2 separate regions of the Zea mays genome follow, and region 2 is linked to region 1. A link is a contact called in public Hi-C data. All regions are on one chromosome and are shown on one strand. The core of a region is the stretch at or near the end of the contact, and the rest is flanking DNA. Distances in the headings are between cores, read along the strand shown.

Region 1 (3,221 bases), core at 75-2,574:
TACCACAGGATGAGGCGCGTGAAGGATGCTGTGATGAGCTCATGAGTGGTCTAGGCCGTCGTCTCCGAGTCAACTATGATTGTTGGATCGTTGTCTACGTATGATGTAATTATTTAGCTATTTTGTACAGAACTCCGATTGTATAGTAAAGATGTGACATTCGTTTCTGTACCATGAGTCATCATATGTGCGAGACTTGATCCTAGCACACTTGGTGAAGTTTGCGCCCGGGTTTGGTGCCCCTAAAACCCGGGTGTGACAGTCGGACCTGCGCCGGGGCATGCAGTCGCACAGGGAGTGGTTAGAACAGTCGCCGGAGTGGCCTCCTGCGAGATTCGCGGGGAATTGTTGCCATGGCAGTTGGCCGAGGCCGATCTCGGGCGAGACAGAGTCTTCTCCCGAGGCTGAAACCGTCTTCGGGCGCGGTAGAGTTCTGTTCCGAGGGTGAGGCTGTGCCAGACTCGTGCATGTCCCATCCGGAGTTGTTCGAGAACAGTAGCCGGTGTGGGGGAGCAGTTTCCGTTGTTCGTGGGCGTGCGTCATCATAGTTGGCGAAAGTAGATGGGACCATGGTCCCATCGTCCCCTGTTTGACCGCGGTGTCATATGGGGTAGATATCCGAATCGTCGCATTTAATGCACACGTCTCCACGGTTCCTGCGACCTTTGACTGAGGCTGGACTCAGGGTTGTCCTCGTGTCCGAGACGAGTTCTGGCGAGGCAGAAATGGTCGTTCCGTGAAAGAGGTATCCTCGGACGAGACAAGGATTTATCCCGGGCGCTGCCTTGTCCCGAGGATGGGCTCGAACGAGACGTAATTTTGAGCAACTGTTGAGCGGGGTATTGGGGAAATCGTGATTCAACCCTGCTAAACCACGGGAACGTGTTTTCCGATTTTTCGGTACTTAGATGTTAAACATGTTTAATAGCATAATCTGAATACCACTAATTATGATACCCAATAAATCTTAAAATTTTTTAGCCTACTTCTAATAATCAGTTTTTAGGGGTAATTTTTTTTTAACATTTTGCAGAAAGGACTCGGGAGGCTAGAGGCCTCGAGCCCTCGACTTTTTGACAAATGGCCAATCGGAAGCTCCGAGTATCCGACAATATTTTTTCGAAAACATAGAAACAGAAGATACGGTCAGAAAATCACCTTCTCTGTTTGGCAAGAGATTTTAGATTTTTCTGTTTCGGCAAGAGATTTTAGATTTTTATTATCGTATTTTTTCTGTCTCCGATTTCTTACTGAAAATACGATAAACGACCAGGGAAAATGGATACACACCGCACCGGTCGATACGGGATTTTACCTTCCAGGCAGCTGCTGGGCTCGTGACCCACGCCGTCTCGGACCAACCCGAGCGCCGAACCCCAAGGCTCGCGACCGCGACACTCTTGTGTCCTCCTGCTCTCCAGATCTCGCCGTCGGCGGCGGCATGCTCCCCTCCACCGTCGGCGGCCGCGGCCGCTACCTCATGCTCGGCATCGCCCTTGCCCTCGCTGCCCTGCTCGCGCTCGCCTCCGCTTCCGAGTCCGACCACAAGGTGCGTGCCCACGACTCCCACGCGGCCTCTCCCTGCCACGGATCCAAGTCACAGCTCGCACCCATCCCGGTTAATCTCTCGAACCGCGCTGGATCTGGACCGCCTCGTCGGTCGGATCTCGCGTTGCTGGGTTGGTGGCGCCGGCCCCTCTCTCGGGGTTGTTCTAATGTGAAGTTCGGTTGGGGACTTGGGGCGGATGCGACGAGAGAGTTCTTGGTGTTCGACAGTCGAGGACGCGTTTAAAGGAGGGTTACGGCTTAGATCAGTATTGATTAATGTGGCAGTGCTGGTAAATAGGGATGCTGGCACTTTTGGAGGAAAGCTTAATAGCTCATTGTGTTTTGAATTTTGAGTATAGATGGCTGCGGTGTTTCCTCATGCTCCGGATTGTGATGCATGGGAATATTGATATTAGTGTTGCTAAGGAAAAAATCTTGTACCTTCGGGGTTTAGGACACTTGTATTGACTCTGTATTGTGTGTGTGTGTCTATTTCGTGAAGGAAAAATGTATAACTTGCTCATGCAATTCGCCTACCTTCGATTGCATATTGTAGTTCTGTTTTGTGTTATGCTCTCTGTCAATAATAATGCACCCTACATGTTGTGTGCTGTCCTGAATCTGTAGATCTGTTTGATCAGAATTGCTTCAATGCCCATTCGGATTTTATATTTGTGCAACAAGAATGCCCCACAGGCTAATATGTGCACCCCTCACCTTTACCTTTGTTGAATCGATCTTAATATTGATGTGTCTTGGAATTTTTTATTGCAAGCATAAAAACTTTCTTCTAGCTGTTTTAACTCAATTTGCATAAAATTATGCTCGATATCACACTGGTTCCAACATCCTTAACCTTTTTATGTCTCGCTGCAAATGTTGCTAATTATTAGGGCATCATGTTATATAGGATAGGTGGGAAAAGCTTTACCCTAGTTAGGCACCTGTACAACCAAACTACATCTTGCTGACTGAGCATAATACAGCACTGATGTAACAGTTAATGATGTTGCATTGTCACTGATAGCTTACTAATGTCAGGAACTCAGGACTGAGGACCACTACATTTTATCTTAGTTACTTTGCTATCCTGCCAAATGTAATGAAAGGGCCTCTAGCTGAATTGGTTAGGTGGTTTGAGTAGCACTCCTCAGGTCCTGTGTACGACTCTCCGTAGGAGCGAATTTCAGGCCGTGGTTAAAAAAAATCCCCTTTTTTGTCCCACGCCAAAGCACAGGTCTAATGCTCGGCCCTGGTCGCGGTCATTCTCACATGGGCTTCGATGCCGCTGTGTATGGGTGGGGCAGGGGTTCGAGGGTTTTCTCGACCTGTGTGAGAAGGTCTTCTTCTTAATACAATACTCGGGGACTGTCTTACTCTCCGCAGGTCAAGTTTTATCTTGCCAAATGGATCACATCATAATTCACAATGGCATCTATCATGTAGCTTCTCAACCGCTATAACTAACTTGTTCAATGTAGTCTGAAGTTTAGACAATTTATGCTAGCACTTGACTTCTATTTGAAGAAAGACAAACTATTTAGTTTGTACACAATCTAAAATTTGGATGTTTTGTTTTAAATTGATAAAAGACCAAAATGTGGAAATATCTTACAAGCTAGAAGAATCTTTATCAGTATTTAAGATGCTGCAATTAATGCTGTCATTCTTGA
Region 2 (2,865 bases), core at 266-2,765, 320 kb after region 1:
TGTCTCTATAACGGAGGAAACGTGTGAAACCCAAGGTTTTGTGTTTGGATCCAAGCACATGCCTGAAAATCATTACGTAACAACACTAGCATATGTAAAGCACATAAAAAGCCGGTGTGGTCGTGCTGAACCTAGGAACGACTAGGAGCGAGGACATGTGTTGTTTGGGCTACAGTGTATGTAATATTTTCTTTCTAATTATCTATTTATAAACATAAAAGTGAAGAAGATTACAAGCTCAAACACAACCCAGCAGCAAGACTTGGCTCCCCTCACGTATTGGTTGCTGTGGGAGTTCTAGCCTAAAGGTTCTGATCCACTTTTATGCATGCCCTATATTATATTTAGAGTGAATTATATCCACCTAGAGTCCCCTTCTAAGTGATATCATGCCCCCCTTTTATAGCGTGAGGGAGGAGAAAGGTTAAACTAGTTGAACCTTAGATCCCATCAACTAAGACCCAACTACCCCATTCTTATGTTGTTCGTGGAGTCATGCCTAGAGCCATGCCTTTGGTTTTATCATAGTATGGGCGGAGATGTCCTTCTCCATAGTCGACTACCATACCTATCACAGGGGCGGTTATGATATATCACATCCATGGGCATTGGGGTCGTGCCTTTGGGTATGATGTAGTTGGTATCTGGTGTAGGATTTTATAGTTTGATAATACTTTATGTATACCTACATGGGTAGATCTGGCTATAGTATCAATCCACGTATTGAATAGTTGTCTCAAGTACCCTACAACCTAAATCGTGGCAACATCATGCTTATCCACCTTGTAATGCTTCTCATCTCTCATTTAATACTCCCTCCGTTTCTTTTTATTTGTCGCTGAATAGTTTAATTTTGCACTATTCAGCGACAACTAAAACGAAACGGATGGAGTATGTTCTACATAAGACTTATTCAATAAGCTAATAATGCTATGGATACATCAACAGACCATTAGATGCGTGGGGTTACTTCCTCAGAGTCGTATAATCTTTGGTGGGCCTAGGCACATATCCTAAATCGTGGCAATATCATATATTGCCGTATACTACACACGTACTTTATTTTCTAGTAGGAAATATGTATTTGATTCTATTAATTAATCATCAAGCTCACTGTGTATGCACGTGTTATTAATTGATCAGTAAACTGAACTCTGACGGCGATTCCGATGGTCATCCTACATTTGGCGGTGGTAGTTGGTGGTTGGTAGCACAATGACACCACTCAGGGCCAGGGCGCGCGGCAGCCGCCTACGAACAACCACCCATAGTGCGAGTGCGTAGCTAGTTCCTTTATTTGTTGCATGAGCACCCCCCGGCCCTGCTTTCTGTATGTCAGCTAACCCTCCATCACCTTTCTAAAAAAATAAAAAAAAATAAAAACCTCCAGTGTCCTTTCAGTAGGCTGGGACAAAAACTTTAGTTTGTCACTACTTGAGGAAGAAGTGCTGTTTGTGTGGGGCCTTCACGTTCTAGAAGCTAAGGTGGTGGCCCCCACGCACCCGGCCGGTGGCTAGCCCAGCCCACCAATGGTAAGATGAAAATGGACTCACGGGCTGTCCTTATTATCTGACTGAGACATCAGATGCTACCAGCGAAGTGTGGAGACATATAGCTCACGGTAATTACGACATGCATCGCGCTTATTTATATGTTTTTGAGAAGAAAAAATCATTGCTTTGCTTCGAAGATCGTAATAATAATAATATATACACAGACGGTAATATCGATCATGGCTCATATAGCTGAAAACAAAAGGAAAACAAGTTGACACTAGGATAATCATATATATTGATGCAATCGGGTAACTAAGACATAACTAGAGCTAGAATACTCTCTTTTTAAAAAAATATCTAGAAAAGGTGTCGCAAGAGTTGTTTTGAAAGAAATACTTTTTAAAACTTTCACTTTTATTGAAAGAAATATCAAGGAGTCAGAAGGTGTAAGAGTTGCTCTAACCCCCCTAGCTAGAGGTGTGACTAACAAGTAAACAACATGAACAAAAGGGCGCAACATCAATGATGATGAGGCAAGCTGCTTCTTGGGGTTCTTCTAGAGACTTGAGGTCATGAGGCGACAGACAGTACGCTTCAGTTGATGTACTTGACAATAGAAAGATGAAGATTCCCACTACAAGTTTACATCAAACCAAAGATATATGGAGGGTGCACTAAGCAGGCTACTAACCCTTCTAGAAGCTCGGTAGTTAGCATAGCTAGCTAGGGTTGGTTGTGATCAGGCACGTACTACTAGAAGAGCAGCTGAGGCAGATCTATGTCATGGCATCACAACTGTACCTAACTGAAAAAAAAAAGATGTGTGTACCTGTTGAACCGATATTTTAACCAATTAATATCCACCAGCAGCCCACTTCATCATATGATTTTTAAGCACGCAAATAATTCAATCCGTTATCTCACATACTCCCTCCATATATTCAAATATAAGTCGTTCTAGACAAGGTTTGAATCAAACTTGATAAACTTTGACTATACACAACAGTTTTATTATTTAGTTTTGAACCTAATATAATAGTCATGACTTGTCTTTAAAAAGTACTTTTACAAAAGTACGATGGTATTAGAAGTTCATTTTGTATTTTAACCAAAACAAACTTTGATCAAAGCTATATTTTGAAGACAGTTTCTTTGTCCTAAAATTCAGACCTCGAGGAAGTAAGATATGTATGTTTGAGATAAGCTGTGGACGATGGTCCTATTGGTCTCTGACATTTTACCGCATTGGATTTTAGGTTTTTATATCACTCTTCATATATTCAACGCGGGAAATCCAGGAACTTTTGGAGGTTTTAGTAATTTACAACATCATATATTTCAGTGGTCATCAAAAATTAACTTATTCTCG

What was found. A called contact is a pair of places that touch in the nucleus more often than the background predicts.
Region 2: a contact with region 1 is called in a Hi-C map of tassel, with 2.4 times the contacts expected there. The contact joins the enhancer-like site here to the promoter of LOC100274791 in region 1. A contact is called at or near these places in 5 of 25 Hi-C or Micro-C datasets (ear, leaf and tassel).

Annotation. Positions count from the first base shown.
Region 1 is chr3:141,533,166-141,536,386 of Zm-B73-REFERENCE-NAM-5.0, forward strand. It overlaps LOC100274791 (Transmembrane 9 superfamily member 1), which reads left to right and starts at 1,325. Exons shown (of 12, transcript NM_001320176.1): 1 at 1,325-1,549. The coding sequence starts at 1,442.
Region 2 is chr3:141,851,211-141,854,075 of Zm-B73-REFERENCE-NAM-5.0, forward strand. No RefSeq gene overlaps it. Among protein-coding and RNA genes, the nearest start is that of LOC100125635, 94 kb to the left of the region's middle. Within about 2 kb of position 1,516, at least 17 of the 20 cell types and tissues checked have an H3K27ac peak or open chromatin away from gene starts, as enhancers often do. A contact at or near this core is called in ear, leaf and tassel, where this site is marked.